Regions from separate parts of the Mus musculus genome. Here region 2 is linked to region 1. Evidence: chromatin contacts called from public ChIA-PET data. All regions are on one chromosome and are shown on one strand. The core of a region is the stretch at or near the end of the contact, and the rest is flanking DNA. Distances in the headings are between cores, read along the strand shown. Region 1 overlaps Atp6v1g3 (ATPase, H+ transporting, lysosomal V1 subunit G3). Region 2 overlaps Nek7 (NIMA (never in mitosis gene a)-related expressed kinase 7).

Region 1 (4,642 bases), core at 734-3,233:
TTATTAGGTATTCTTCCTATTCAATAGTTTTTAAGAGGAGAATATAATTTTGTTCCTTAGACACCTCTGAAATGAATATGCAAATACTTTAATTTATTAATTAGCAAGAAAACCATAATATTTCATTGGCAGTTCAAAAAGCATTTCTAAACTGTCTGTGAGAACAGAGACAGAAACAAATGATGTTAGAAGTCACCTTAGAAGAAATGGGTCCCATCACAGTTATCCCTGCCTAACTTCAAGTTACATAAATAATGTTACTCTGTTTTAAGGACATTTTTGAAAGAAAAGGTGGTCATCTGAGAGAGTAGATATCTGGATAAATTCTGTAGTTTGTAAAGAAGTGAACCTCCAACAAAAATAATTAGTATGCGCTACCCTGCTCTCCTTATTAAATGAGCTACATTCTGAGAGCTCGTGTACATTGTTAGTTCAATGTATAAATTATCTTAGGCCTTGTGTGGAGAAACAGACATCTAGTAGAGCTGGTCCCTTGCTTCCCTGTGAGGAATGTCCACTTTAACTCAGATGTGGAGAGCCCACTTATGGAAGATGGGAAATGGAACGGAAGCTAGATAGAGTGATGAGAGCTGCCATTTGAAAAGTTCCCTGCTCATAATGGTCATTAGAGCCTCAGAACTTGACCTGGAGTTGCCTGGGAAACAGTGTCAGCTCTAGCTTTCCTCTGGCAGTGTGACATCAGTGTCTAGACCTTTCACTTACTCACAAGTTCCCTCCCAGGAAGCTTTCTAAATACCCACTGCTGAGCACTAGCAGTATTGTTGACCTTGGTGGGGGTTTTGTCTGTTTGTGTTTTTGTTTTGAGTCAAGTTCTCACTGTCCTAGGATTCATCCTATAGCTCAGGCTTCAAACTCACTGGGATCCGCCTGCTCTGCCTCCTTAGTGCTGGGATTAAAGGCATGTGCCACTATACCTCTTCCCAGTGTTAGATTTTCAAGCACTACATGTAGAAAAATTTTAATTCCCAAACTTCATAAACATTGTTATCATTTTTATAGTTTAGAATCTCAGAAATAGTCAATTTTATATTTGAAACAGATGAGAAAATTGGAATTCCATTTGATTCCTTACTTTCCCAACTTTATGAATAAGGAAAACTTATTAAGTTAGTTTCTGGGCTTTAGGTGATCTTTTTCTTCCATTACAAGAAAAAATAGTTTATTCCTTAATAAACAGAAAAGCCCAAAACATTCCAAAGAAGCCTGTCTCTGATGTATGTGTTTACTATCAAGGAAAACAAACAGAGCTGCTCTTGTTTCCCTATGAGAAATTTCCACTTTAACTCAGATTTGGAGAGCCCTCTTATGGAGATGGGAGATGGAAGTGAGGCTAGATACATACAGTGACGAGAGCTGCCATTGGAAAAGGCATGATGTGGAGGACAGCTCTGAGCACAGCTTGTGGTTTGCAATTACATGGCAAAATTTAATTGTCTTTCTCGTCTCGTGTAAATTTTTTAAAAGTCAATTTTTTTTGCATGTGGAAGCTTAAGTATATTATCTTAAACACAGGCTAAAATTTTTTAAGCTGACACAAGATTATTTGGGGAACATAAACCCTTTAAAAACACATCAAAATTAGCACCTGGCTTTTCTCACAAGCAAGGCAATGCCACACAGAGAAGAAAGAAATGAGATGTGGCAAGCTGCATCTGTCCTGCATGTGCCTTTTGCTCTATACATCCCACTGGCAAACTGTTCATTGTCTCTATAGCTCGGCTCTTTTAGGCCCAGAGATTGTCAAAGAACTATGGGGTCTCTCATAACACTTTAGGATTTGATTCCACATTAGACCAGTTTTTAAAATGTGGTGTTAACGGTAGTAACCACTTACTGCTTTCCCCCTTCACACCTTGGAGTCTTTGTTAATTTCTTAATACCCCTGTCAATCTTAGATACTCTACTGCCAGAAGTAAGTGCTAACGCCAGCATCCGGCACTCTTAAGTAGCTCACATATTTTTACATTCAAAACTGGTTTCATATCTTTGTCACTGAATGACTCATTTTCCCAGAACTCTCACATTCTCACAGATGGTACAGCTGCCAAGTTTTACTTTATTTACATGTGAAAAGATTTCATGTATTTCAGAGATAACCCACTTTGCTGCAAGCCTTTCCAGTCATACCAAAATATCTCTCTCTCTCTCTCTCTCTCTCTCTCTCTCTCTCTCTCTCTCTCTCTCTCTCTCTCTCTCTCTCTTTCTCAGCATGTACTTATCCTAAAAAACATTTTTTCTTCACACAGTTCTACAGGAAGAGATGAATAATCCTAAGCATATTTAATTCTTCCCTATTATTGTTGTGATCCTTTGTGAAGACAATATAAACTGGGAAAAGACTCTACTGAGTTCTTACTCATCTTCACTACACCTGAAAACAACACTATGGTATTTGCCAAATTGGAGATAAATGTAGAGATCAAAATATTTTTCTCCATATTAGCAAACACACAGTCAAGAATTAGCCAGGGATGGTGATTCCTGTCTGTAACAGCAGAACAGGGGAGGACTGGAAGGTGGCTTGAACCACAGAGTTAGACTGTGCCTCTGAACGATGTAAAAGCTCAAGCTTGGCATGGGTTAGCACCACCATTGCTTTGTAGCTAGGAAAAGATAGTAGAATACTATTGGTCAAATAGGTAAAGCTGCTTTTTAAGCTCTCACCTTTCTTACTCTCCTCTCTAGCCCTCCTTCTCACTCTCCCTTCCCCTCTCTCTCCACGTGGCCATGGCCGGCCTCTCTCTTTCTTTCTACCTTCTCTCTTTCTCTCTGTCTTTCTACAATAAAGCTCTAAAAGCACAAAAAAAAAATGCAAAGCCACAGTTTTAGTTTATCCTGGAGCATTTGAGAACTATCCCAGCCTAATTCAGCAAAACCTAACCCTAACCGTAACCCTAACCCTAACCCTAACTTAATTGAATTAAGTATCCAGAAAATCCATAAGCTCCTTATTGATAATTAATTGCTGTTTTAAGCTACTGAGTTTTACCCAACAGGACAGGGTGATAACTGTCTTGACAGCTATTAAATATTTAAATAAAACACAGCAGATATGTGACTTGGAATCGCACACCCTCAGAAAGTGGGAAGTTTGGAGCAGAAGTCATGCATAGGTGAGAATGTGTAAAAATTATCAGAGACACAGTGCTGTAGTATGAGGAAGACATGTGTCAGGCATGCTTGGTTTGGCATAGGTTGACTTTCACAGGGATAGGAAATTTTAAATCATATCTATAAACTAGTTGAAATTCAAGGTCCTATTTGACGTGGAGAGTAGAGAGAGGACATTTTACAAATATAGGACGTTTTAGAGGGAGGACACATAGGAAGCAGTTCTCAAGTGGCATGTCCTCACATACCGATAGGGACACTAACACTAACAGGAAGTCCATTATGGGCGTGTGCTGATGAGCATGTGGCTCAACAGTGTGAGAGGATGAGAAGGTACCTGTTGGAACTAGAGTTCTCAAATGTGAGTGAGATGATAGCTGAGAGTGAATGGAACCTTCTAGAGACAGCCAAAGAAGGCACCGAGTTTAGGAAGAAGATTATGGCAGATTCATAAAATGATTGCCAACAGTGTTGAATGCCCAAACAGGCAGTTCCTTATCCTTTATTAATTGTGCTCATGATTTGGTTCTGCCTCTGAAGTTGAACCAGCGTCTTGTTTTTGAAGTGAAGGTAGGAATCTCAGGCAGGAAGTAGGCGGACAGTCTGCCTGCTTCCACCTTCAGACTCATCAACAACGCCTCAGGTCACCATCCTCTGGCATTAGTCAGGCTAGAATTTTCCTCAACAGAACAACAAATTCATTGTCCTAAATAAAAACAAAATTGTGTTATTAGGAGTAATCTCCTAGAATAAAATACATATAAGTGCAAACATCACTGAAAGGCAATGATTCTGCTTTATCAAATCTTACTCACCACTCTCCAGCTCCCTGTCCTCAGATCCACCCTCTCTTGAGGCCAAGTGGAATTGCTGGTGTAAGAGGTTCTCGTACCATGAGCTTCCCTTCTTCAAGAAGCAATGAGAAGTGTTTCCTAATGACTTAAACAGCTCAGAAATCTTGCAACACAAACATATTCATTACTCATTGATCCTCAGTAATTCCATTGAGCGTGCTGAATTCTGCCCTACCACATCCCTGCTCTATAGCTAGTATTCTTCATTCCAACACCCCAGAGACTTGAGTGTTCAATGGTTTAAAATCAAGTTAGACCTTGAATGCACTAGGTTCCTGGTATCCTCAGATTGATTGAACTCCTACTTCAATGTTGTACACAGCAGAAATACTTCTTATGCCTTTTGCTGAAGAGAAAGAACAATGCAAATTGAACCAGAATGTCTGCATTCATATATTTGTGGCTTAGAGTCTCTATAATCAGGATAGAAATTATTAAAGAAAAAATAGGCTGGTCTGAATATGTCTGTTGAAGGAGACTGTAAGGCAGGGAGGGGCAGTACTTTACTGGAAACATTCCACAGTCAGTATATGTGAAGAACTATAAATCTCTATGTGTGTATACATACAGGTGTGCTTCTGTGTGTGCATGTATATGAGTGTGTAAATGTGTGTATCAGAGAGGGGGAAGGGCGGAAGAATGAGGAGGAGTGTGCA
Region 2 (5,051 bases), core at 43-2,542, 230 kb after region 1:
GGATTCAAAATGTCTATTAAATATGAAGGTCTGAACCGAAAGTCACTCACTATATTTTGAATTATTCTCATATATTTCAAACTTCTTAGTCCAATTAATATCACAAGGAATACGGGTGAAAATTTAAGGCACAAAATAAACATGTGTCCCCCTTTGTTTAATGGTGTTAAATAACATGCTGCTGAAAAAGGAATTGGTACATTTACACAAGTTATAAAATCATACCTTAGCAATATTATGTACATTGTATTCATTTCATGGCTTCAGAAATCACAATTCCCTAAATAATTTGCTTCAGATCTGACAGCCCCAAATAAGTGGATCAGTCACTTAGTGACTTGAGTGCATTATGTCTGCCCAACAACTGGACTGACCATGAAGCATCCCTGAAGGCCTGAGGCTGGGATGCCACAGTCTGCTTGTCTGGAGGAGACACGACAAACCCTCTTCCTAATGCACATGCACTGTCCCCCACAGCTTCCCTTTCTCACCCAGAGAACCAGCAAGGTATTGAGAGAAGTCGGGCAAAGCATAATTCGCATTATTTATCATAAAGCAGGGCTTCACTTTAACGCTTACAGTCCTGACAAATTATAATTTAGACATAAATTATGAAAAACAGGTAATGCCGTGGACTGAATGGAAGCTATCTTAAAGTGCTTGGTGGCGAATGTCACTTAAGATGCTGCTGCAGACTTCCCGTGCTTCTCTTACCTCTGTGCATGACTCTTCGAGAATGCATGTGGTCCAGTGCACTGCAGAGCTGAACGAAGTATTTCCAAACGGTTCTCTCAGGGATTAGCCTCTTTTGTTTCTTAAAGTGCTGTTTAAAATATTTTTTTAAAAAAAAATTAGTGATTCTGAGAAATCAGATTTCTTAAAGTTGAATTCCAGCATTGCGAATCAGTAAGTCAGAAAAAAATCAACTTTTATCCCCTCGTTATTATTTTTTAAAGTATAATTTTCCATACTAAGACGACTCCAGAAATTTCACTTGACAGAATGACTTACATTTCCTCCTATTTGTTCTTAAGCTATGGAACACTACTACTCTGTAATGTCCAACTACTTTTAAAAAAATACATCTATCTAAAATGACTTATCTCACATCTCATTTCAAGAAGGACTACGGTTTTAGGAAATGAAGAAATATTAAAGTAGACTCGCTAAAAGACCACTCTTACTGAGTATGTTGCATTAGCTGATTAAAGTGTGTGTCTAGCATGCCTGGGTTCCATCTACAGCACCACAAGAACAAGCATGGTGTTGCATGCCTGCAAGCTTAGCACTTGTGAGACAGAGGAAGTGGGTGAGTCAAAAGTGCAAGCCCAGCACTTGGGAGGCAGGTGCCAGAGAGCAGAAGGGCAAGCTTATCTTCAGCGAGGTAAGGAGTATGTAGCCAGCCTAGCACATAGGACTTAGTCTTAAAAACCACCACCACCAACAACAACAAAAATAGAAATAACAAACAAACAAAAGACAGTCCTGCTTCAGGCAAATGTCTCCACTCTAGAATTCTAGTTAAAGGTTGAGCTGCATGGGTGACTAGAAACACCATAATTTACTAAAACTTAAGTCATGGTATAAAAGTTTTCATGAGTGTATTCACTGCACATAACAAAGCAAAGCTGTCTTTTGAATGGATGAAACTACGTTCTGGAGAGTGAGATGGTCACAGGAAAGCTGAAGCAAAGCACTGAGAGTATCAACAGGCTGTCGGAGGGAGGGGTCCAGAGACTGAAAGGGAAACTGCTAAACACAACCAGAAGCCCACAGCTACAGAGCAGCGTCGTCCAGTTTCCTGTCTTAAGTTTAACAGGAAACTATGAAAGCAGCATAGCAAGATCCAAGCTCTCAGCCCCACTGGATACTCTGTATATAAAAATCATTTTTAAAAACAACAGTGCAGTGGGTTTCTTACTGAATAGTACTTATAAATTACCAACATGAAGAAACGGTACCTTTAAACAGCTTTTTTTTTTCCTACAAAGCTTTAAAAAAAAATCTTAACTTTATGAAGCATATGTCCTAACATCAACTTTTAAATCTGTTTTTTTACTGTATTTGAAAACCACATTTGGAAAAGTTCAACCAATTAATTTTTTGGTATTGAATGCAAAAAAAAAAAAAAAACCCTATATTTGAGAAAGTGAAAAGCCAGCCCTTCTGAGTCGCACCTGTGGCCAGCTGAGGGCTGGCTAAAATGGCAAAGCTACAGGGAAACTACTGGAGTCCTTTTCCATCAGCAACAACCAACACCCCCCTGCCACTGTGCCCACTTGCTAGAGGAAGAAAAAATGTCTGTTTAAAAAAAGGTAAGAATACTAGGCTAATTTTTCCTACATAGCACATGGCTGAAAAATCAATTACTTTTTGCAATTTCATTAGCAAGTAAGTCAGTAACCTATTCTAAATGACCAGGTAATAATGAAAGTAGACCACTGTCCTTCTAACTATGGAGAAATGCCCATATTGGGTTTCAATAGGAAGGTTTTCTTTTATGGCAGACTGTGTCAACATCAGTTTTCACTGGAAGGAGACAATACTGAAAATTCAGCTCTTTACACATAATTTTCCTTGAGACTTGGAACGCATCCAATAATGCCCGTGCATGCACCCCCCTATGCCACATTAACACATCAGAGGGATGACTGATGCCAACAGCAAGACGGGTACCGGGTCTCTTCATTCAAAGATGCACTGCATCAAGTAGACATTAGAACATGGAAGAAAAATTTAATGCTTTAACAGAGTCTAAACTCATCATAACCATAATCAACTTGGCAGTTGATTATTTTAAATAACTTAAAAACGAAGACTGTAATATAATTACCTCATTTCCCTGTTCCAAACCTTCCCACGTACCCCACCCTCCCACCCCACCCCTGCCCCTTGAATTCTTTCAAATCCATGGCCTCTTTTTCTTAATTATTGTAAGTGTTGGTGTGTTTCTGTTTCTTTTCAAGTCTCATTATTAAAAGACAAAATATAAAAGGGACACAGGAAAAACCCTGGACACAAAATGCACATTAGGGTGAAGAAGACCTGGCAGTATAAATTCTTCTCAGATACTGTTTCCTATAACAAATTAAAAGGGAGGAAAGCAACCTGGCATGAGTGTCATGCTGACCTGACAAACCTTAGGAATCTCACTGAAGAACAACATGAACTTGACTACCAGGCAATAAAGTCTGATTATTCGACTGGTGGTCCTCAGTTTCTAAACTGTCTACTTAAACGCTTGGGCTTGTCAAAGAGTCTTTAAAAGGAGGGCTTCGGCTGTTTCCGGAAGCAACAGCTACAATGTTGCAAACCTATCGGTTCTCACCGTGGCACTATTGCCTGCCTCCTAAGAGAGGGTGGGGAACAAAGCTACAGAAATTCCTGACTCACTTTTAATACAAGGCTGCAAGGTTGACATCAGCAGTGCTCAACTTTCTCAGAGTCACACACCTCTTTAAAATGGGAATTTTTTATTCGCTAGCAGGATAGCAACGCTTTTCAAAACTCCTACTTTCTGAACGCTAGATATCCCTGTAATAATACTTAATTCTGTATTATAAAACACTTAATGCAAACAAGTAAGACTTAAAATTAAACATACATAACCAATGATTAACATAAGGAAAGTTTCTAAAAATTAATAACAAAGTATTTACATGAAAGGTTATGTGTTGTGGCACATTTACCATGTTCATGCTACGAAACAGAATGTCTTTAAACCCCAAATAAAATATGTAAAGGTCTGAGGACAAAGGTTGCCACTCAGGTTTAATAGATCACTTGGATATAATATTTGGGTGGGTTTAGTGTCTTTATAAAGCACACTCACCTTGAAGTACTGTATGTATATTCTAACACCATTAACAATATTGATTTTAATTCAATAGAAAAACTAAATGTAACACAGAGCTAATTAAGTTATAAACTTAAACACAAACGTGATTACACTATTGCTGAAGTGACTTACTGCTATGAAACACAGGCTTATACAAGCAGCCCCCGTTCAGTATTTAAGAAAAAAATATCCAAAAGACACCTTTGGTTTTAACAGTAAAGTTTCCTGCATATTGAATGTTTAACACTAAACCCATGTATAAATGGGCTCTGGCTAGCTCAGTACTACTCTTGGAACTCAGAGAAACCTTGGCTCTGCTTTCTAGACCCTGGAGCCCCGGGTGCACGGCTCATGTCTCAGTGTGAGTCTTTAGCATCCTCAAGAAATTCCCGAGAAAGCTTCATTGAAACCACCCAGCATACATTCCTAACAGAGAAGGAAAAATGATCCTGACTTGAAACAGGTATGAATACCCATGGCATATAAAAATAATTAAGCCTGTAGTTACACATGCTAATCTTTGTAAACCAAAAAACTTTGCAAGGAAACATCTGGTATTCTCGGAGGCAGTGTCATAGACAGACAGGTAGCCATGTAGAATCTGTATCAGCTACTTGGTTTAAGGACCCTTCCCTGTCACCTCAAAGTGTCTCAATTGTTTTCTTGTCAAGGAGCCCCAAAATTATATAGCTTCTTACTGGAACTTATATAAAGCAACTCTTAAAGATGTACTCACTCCAGTGGTTACATAGTAAAAACAACATCAAGAAGTGACGTTAAATATAAGGAAGCTTTTCCTACTTGGAATGTTTAAATGTGCCTCGAACAATGCACACCTGCCTCAAGAACAGAACTGATTATGAGGTTGGCAATAATTAGCCATGTGACCTTAAGCCAGTCACTCAACAATGATGGTCAGTTTCCCTACTACATTAGACAGAATTCGGGCATGATCTAACAAAGTGCCCTCCATCTCTAAGTACTATCTGTGGCTCAAGAATTTCAGAAACAAATAACACATAAATGTCTGTTTGGCACATTTTCACACTTTAAAACAGGTAAGTTTACAGGTCTGTCATATCCTTCAAATCTTTGGTTAGTAATAATGCAAAAAACAGGCTGGTAGATCCTTACAGGGTCACTTAATATAATCATGGTCACATGTGAGGTGTCGGCAGGTAGAGTCCTCTGCCAGCAACTTGTAATTAGGTCA

The links. ChIA-PET counts read pairs in DNA pulled down with a chosen protein or histone mark.
Region 2: a contact with region 1 is called in an RNA polymerase II ChIA-PET map of effector CD8 T cells, with 23 read pairs. The contact joins two enhancer-like sites. A contact is called at or near these places in 2 of 115 datasets of contacts at active chromatin or transcription factors (effector CD8 T cells and memory CD8 T cells).

Annotation. Positions count from the first base shown.
Region 1 is chr1:138,288,243-138,292,884 of GRCm38.p6, forward strand. It overlaps Atp6v1g3 (ATPase, H+ transporting, lysosomal V1 subunit G3), which reads left to right. Exons shown (of 3, transcript NM_177397.3): 3 at 1-1,220. Among named protein-coding and RNA genes, the nearest start is that of Atp6v1g3, 17 kb to the left of the region's middle. Within about 2 kb of position 1,984, at least 50 of the 459 cell types and tissues checked have an H3K27ac peak or open chromatin away from gene starts, as enhancers often do. A contact at or near this core is called in effector CD8 T cells and memory CD8 T cells, where this site is marked.
Region 2 is chr1:138,515,814-138,520,864 of GRCm38.p6, forward strand. Nek7 (NIMA (never in mitosis gene a)-related expressed kinase 7) reads right to left here. Exons shown (of 10, transcript NM_021605.4): 6 at 715-823. Among named protein-coding and RNA genes, the nearest start is that of Nek7, 100 kb to the right of the region's middle. Within about 2 kb of position 1,293, at least 101 of the 459 cell types and tissues checked have an H3K27ac peak or open chromatin away from gene starts, as enhancers often do. A contact at or near this core is called in effector CD8 T cells and memory CD8 T cells, where this site is marked.